2 separate regions of the Pan troglodytes genome follow, and region 1 is linked to region 2. The links are chromatin contacts, called in public HiChIP or PLAC-seq maps. All regions are on one chromosome and are shown on one strand. Each heading gives the region's core, a stretch centred on a gene start, on an enhancer-like site or on the middle of the called end of the contact. The rest is flanking DNA. Distances are from core to core; before and after follow the strand shown.

Region 1 (2,700 bases), core at 83-2,582, 200 kb before region 2:
TCCGGACTGTCATTGCCCTCCCTGCTTATTATTTCTTGAGCAAGGGCCATGTGACTGGGCTGCGTGCAGAGGCACGGCTGGGGAGACTCTGGGAACCCCCAGTCCAGGGTTCCCCGTAAGGTGAACGCAGTGTGGGTCTCCTGCTGGGGCCCCCAGAGCAGGGGACAGGCACCTACATATGCCAACAGATTAGCGAGTGACCTCGAGGATCAAACTCTTTCGCGGCCTCTAACAACACTCTCCCCAAAAGCCACACCTCTCCAGCCTCCAACCATTCCATTCTCCCCTCCGTTCTTCCTTTTGTGTTCCAAAGGCGCCCCGAAGAGTCAAAGTAGCTATTTAACGCCTTAAAAATTTAAGCTTGCACGCCCTATACTGGCTTTCCAAACCAAAGGGCTGGGTGTAGGGGTGCGAAGAACCAAACCGACTTCAGGAGTGGACGACGTCGAGGCAGCTGGTGGCCGGGCTTTCCGCTCCCCGCTTCTGGCCCCCACTCTCCTCCCTGCCGGACAGGTAGCCGAGATTCCCAACAGCGAGCACCGTGCGGCGCCAACCCGGAACAGGCTGCAGGCGCCTCCGGGGCTGGCAGGAGCCGAGGCTCGGGTCCTCGCGCAGAAGGGTCCACCCGCCAGGCCCACAGCTCCAGCCAAACACCAGCCCTCGGGCGCGCGCGGCCTCGCGGGCTTCCTGGATTTCAAACTGAGCCTCTCTGGAGCCGCCCGGCGCATTTGCCCCTTTTGTTTCCGGAGTGGAGGGAAAAAAAAGACAGAAAAAGTCTCCCCATACGACCCTCCTGCGCTCGCGCACTCTGCGGCAGGGTGGCCCGGGAAGCAGCCAACACAGTCCCAGGCCCTCCTCGGTCGCCCCGGTCCTCACCCCGCAGGGGGCTGGCACGGGGGCCGCGAAGGGACTGGGGCCCCAGTGTGACTGCCGGCACCGCCGCTCAGCCGAATGCAGGGAGATAAGAGGGGAGAGAGGAGAATCAGGGGACACTCACCGAGCGGTAGCTGCCCCGCGGGCTCGGGACGCGCACGGCGTGCGGGGCTGCCCAGGTGCTGCCGCGACGCGGGCGCGAGTTTGAAAGTCGCTCTCTGAAGGGGCCGAGGCCGCCGACCGCTCCCGCCCACCGCCAGCCCCTCAGCCGGCCCGGACTCGGCCAGCTGCAAGCGCGGCCCCCGGAGACCCCAGGCAGCGCGCGGCTTGCCAGCGCCCGGCAGGAAGTCGAGCGGAGCCGGAGCTGCAGCGGGAGGGCAGGAGGGAGCGAGGGAGCGAGGGAGCGAGGGAGCGAGGGAGCGAGGGAGCGAGGGAGCGAGGGAGGGGCGGGCCAGGAATTTTTCCTGTGGGTGGAGACTCCAGCCCGCGGCTGCAGTCCAGCAATTGGCGGCTCTGCGGGGGCCGGGGGAACCTTCGCGGCGCGGCGAGCCAGAGCCGGGGTAAGGCTGCGGCGGCGGCGAGGCCTGGGCGCGGTTAACGATTAACGCCCGCAGGGTGATGAGCGCGCACCCCCGGGCAGCCTAGATGCTCTAGGATACCAAGACGCACGTGGTGGGGTCACCCTGGTGTCACAGACCTGCTATCACCGCCTCCCGAGACAGCATGGACTGCCAGAACGTACCCCTTGTATGGACAGGGAACACCGGGCCCTGCGAAGGGGGCTGAGGGCTTTCCCAAGTGAGTGACCAGCTGGGATCGGATCTGGGGGTCCTAATCCTACCAGAGCCGGCCGTGTCCGCTTTTCCAAGTCAGAAAGGCACGTCTTGAATTCCTCACCATAACTCGGTCCCTGTGACGCTTTACAGTGGTGAATGCAGACCTCTGAGAAGCTGACGGGAAAGAGATAAAGGAGACAACGTGAAGGCAACTCCACAAGGAACTGTTAAATAGGAAAAATAAAACACAGAAACCTGGATGATAGAGGACCCCGTTTTTATAAAACAAAGAGAACCGTTTGTCTTTATGTCTCTGTATATGACCGTGTATGCATGGAAAGGTACACACCTGGAAACTGGGGGGCAAGGGGTGAGGATGGGGGACAGAGACATTCAATACATTTTGAGCAAGAGCATAAATCCAAAAACCCATAATAATTCATCAGTAAAGATCCTGAAGAACAACAAGCCCGGAGGAGGGAAGCCCAGAGTGGGGCTCCGGAAGAGGAACAACGCCCACTGGTTAGACGCTATCACTAGTTCCTTGGGAGGAGGAATAGGACGCTGATATCAGAACCACGGGGTATATTTGTTATCCAGGTGTACAGCAAACGATTTCTAGAGGTATCATTTAAAACAAAACAAGCGCCCGCCCCAAAATGCTGCTCTGGGCAAATGCAAGCTCCAGGTGATCTACTGGGAGGGGAGAGGCGGGGCAGGCGCGGAAGGAAATGGCTTTCAGGTGACTTTGAAACTGGATCCTGGCGGAGGGTGGGGTGAAGGCAGCGTCCCGGCTCCTGCCTGCGGAGGAAGCGGTAGGCGCTCGGTCTGGCAGGCCCAGAAAGCGGGGCCCACATTCCTTAGGGAGGGAGGGTGTGTTGGAGGCTTGCAGAGCCCCAGACTCGCGGACCGTGAAGGTGAGAGCAGAGATTGCAGAAGAGGGGCTCGGAAATAGATCAACTTAGTTGGGGCTCCGCTAGACCCCGCCGGCCAGGGGAGAAGTGACAAGTCCCCCTTCTGGCCTTCCAGGACTTGTGCTCACCCCTTCCAA
Region 2 (2,700 bases), core at 143-2,642:
TTTAAGAACGTTATCACACACAAATGTCCTATCCCCAGAAAACGTCAAGGATTTTCATCAACCTCTTCCTGATTCGCCCAATTTAGAAAATGTCATGTCAACCCTTCAGATCATGTACACGCGTTGCTTAGGTAGAAAGGGAGACTGGGTGGGGTGGCTGAGCTCAGACCCTGCCTACATACTTTAGTAGTAACGACTCCCGATCTGCATCCAACACATTAACCGAACTTCTAGTAAGCGCCCACCGCTGCAAGCGAAAGCACTCCCTTCCCAAGAAACAGATCTTTTCCACTTAAAATTCCCAAACTCAGACCTTCCACTTTTTACTGAACAAAAAGCGTGTGTGCCGGCGAGAGGGGGTGGGAAACAGCGTAGCAAGAATTTGCACGGATCTTAACGCCTCCTCCCTCGGAGCGCGCCCAAGTCTGCAGCCTCGGGCTCCGGGACACTTCCCCTCCCACCCGCCGCCGAGCCGCAGCTGTAAGTTGAGAGAAGCGGGCTCTAGGCACGTCAATCAACCGGGTTCTCCCGCCTCCCGTCTACACCTCCCCTCCCCCCTCGAAAAAAATAAAGGCAGAGAAAGAAAGAAAAGAAGGTAACTAATTTGGGAACTAGTCTCCGTAGGGGCTTTGCCTCCGACTCAGGGAGGCCGCACGCCCGGGACCTGACGCGCCGGCAACAAGCAGGCGGCCTGGCAGCCGCCCGTCACCGGGTCCTCGCAGCGCGTCCGTCGCGCTCCGGCTCCCCGCACGGATCGGCGCCGCTCCGGCCCCGCACTCCGCCAGGCCCGCGGCCCGTCGCCCTCCAGCCTGGGCCAAAGTTGCGCAAATAGCCCCACAACTGGCAAATACTTACCGGCCGCAACAGGAACCAGAGCTGCGGAGATTTTAGGGAGTTTAAGGCAAATCAGCCGCGGGAAAGGCGGGCGGAGGCGAAGGGGCCGCGAGCTGCAGTGGCGGCGGCGCGCAGCGCTCGGCGCTCGGGCTGGGCTGCGCGGAGAGACTCTGGCTCTGCCAGGGACTGTGCTGCAACAAAGGACTTCCGCTGCCGCACAGCCGCGCCTGCCGCACCGCACTGAGCCGGCCCCGCTTACGCGGCGACTCCGGGTCTGCCCACCAGTTCGCTGCGGCGTCCGCCAGCCTTCCCCTCCCTCTCGCCCGCCCACCCACTCTGCCGCTGGCTGCTAGGGGCACCCGCGGTCGCCTGTTTGTTGCAACAAGTTTCTGCGTCGAGCTCCGAGGAGGCTGGCGCAACCCGCACCGCGGGGGCCGTCGCGGCGGCGGCGGCTTGACCACCCCTCTTGCCCCTCTCAAGGGTAGGCTTGGGACCTCCTCCTCCTCCTGTTTGCACAGCTGGATGGGACTGGGCTCCTCCCGACTCCCCAGGGCAGGATGCGAGGCTGCTTTCCCACTCCGTCCAGATGTCAGACCCCTGCCCCGTTGGGCCCAGCAGCTGGGCCGTCACTCGCGGTCCGCCTCGAGTGCTCCGGCAACCTCGCCCTGTCCCGTCGGTTCAGGGTCGCCCAGTCCCCGCGCCCCCCCGACCCCACCTTCCGTGGGCCTGCCGCCTCTGGCCCTGAGTCACTTCCCCCGCCATGCCCCACCTCGCCCAGTCCGCCTCTCCACCCAGGCTCCCGCGGCTCGGCCTCCCTGGCCCCGCGCCCTCATCCCTTCCCCAGCGAACACGCGGGCGCATCCTTCCCCACCCCCACCTTCACCCCAGAACTGAGGGGGTGCCTGTGCTTTTGCACACCCTGGGGAAAGTCCCCGAGTCACGCGGTTGTTTGTGGGGAGCCTGTGACGCTCAGGCTTGTCCCTATGCTTCCGCCTACAGAGTCACAACTGCGAACTGTGGCGGCGGCACTCAGAGCGCGGGCCGACCCCCACCCGGCCACTGGGGAGGGAGGGCGCGCACGTACGCACGCACGCACGCACGCACACCCCGGCGCTGGCGCCCCTCTTTCCCCTGCTACCAGACACGCGGTCACGTGGGGCCATCGCGGGCTGCCGGCGCGGGAAGCCGCGCGAGAGGCGGCCGAGGGGTGCGTGAGCCGGCGCCACTGCTTGCAGTGCGCGGCTTGGGAGCCCGCCCCTCCTGCACGGAGGAGTCGGCCTGCCGCCGCGGCGGCATCTGGGTAAGCGACGCGGTCCTGCCCCTGTGGGCTGCCCCGGGCTCAGTCCCTCCCGCCGCGAGCCACCCAGGGCGGCGGCCTGCAGCTGCACCAGTCGCGGGACAGATGCAAGTAGCTGGGGAGAGGGGTGTTTTTGGTCCGATTGAGATGTCAGGCAGGGCACAGGAGGAAAATACATCCGCGAGTGAGCGCTGGGCCGACAATACCCAGAACCACCCTTTGCTGCTCGTAGGAGCGGCTGCCGGGGCCTGATTCAGGGTGGCACACGGGGTGCCGCGAAGGTGCAGAGCCGTCCCGGCCGCGGGTCCGGGTGCGACCCCCAGCAGGAAACCCCAGTAGGCCTGCGGCCTCCCTCGGGTAGCGCCGACCCCTCTTACGAGCGGGCGACTTTCCAGATGCTGGGAGGACGCTGCGGCTACTGTTTCCACTCCCAGCTTGTGATTACCTCGTTTCTAGGGCAAGAAGACATCCCCCCCTTTTCTATCTTCAAATTATGTTTATCTTGTTCTAAGCAAATCCGGTTTTTCTTTTTGAAGCTTGACCCATCTTATCACCGTCTTCTCTGGCAC

What was found. HiChIP or PLAC-seq counts read pairs in DNA pulled down with a chosen protein or histone mark.
Region 1: a contact with region 2 is called in an H3K4me3 HiChIP or PLAC-seq map of stem cell-derived excitatory neurons, with 2.3 times the contacts expected there. The contact joins the promoter of PLEKHG3 here to the promoter of ZBTB25 in region 2. A contact is called at or near these places in 1 of 7 Hi-C or Micro-C datasets (stem cell-derived neural progenitor cells) and 1 of 1 datasets of contacts at active chromatin or transcription factors (stem cell-derived excitatory neurons).

What each region holds. Positions count from the first base shown.
Region 1 is chr15:62,681,902-62,684,601 of NHGRI_mPanTro3-v2.0_pri, reverse strand. It overlaps PLEKHG3 (pleckstrin homology and RhoGEF domain containing G3), which reads right to left and starts at 1,332. Exons shown (of 19, transcript XM_016926228.3): 1 at 998-1,332.
Region 2 is chr15:62,482,476-62,485,175 of NHGRI_mPanTro3-v2.0_pri, reverse strand. ZBTB25 (zinc finger and BTB domain containing 25) reads left to right here and starts at 1,392. Exons shown (of 4, transcript XM_016926220.4): 1 at 1,392-2,134. The coding sequence starts at 1,392. ZBTB1 (zinc finger and BTB domain containing 1) reads right to left here and starts at 1,849. Exons shown (of 4, transcript XM_063793535.1): 1 at 1,712-1,849.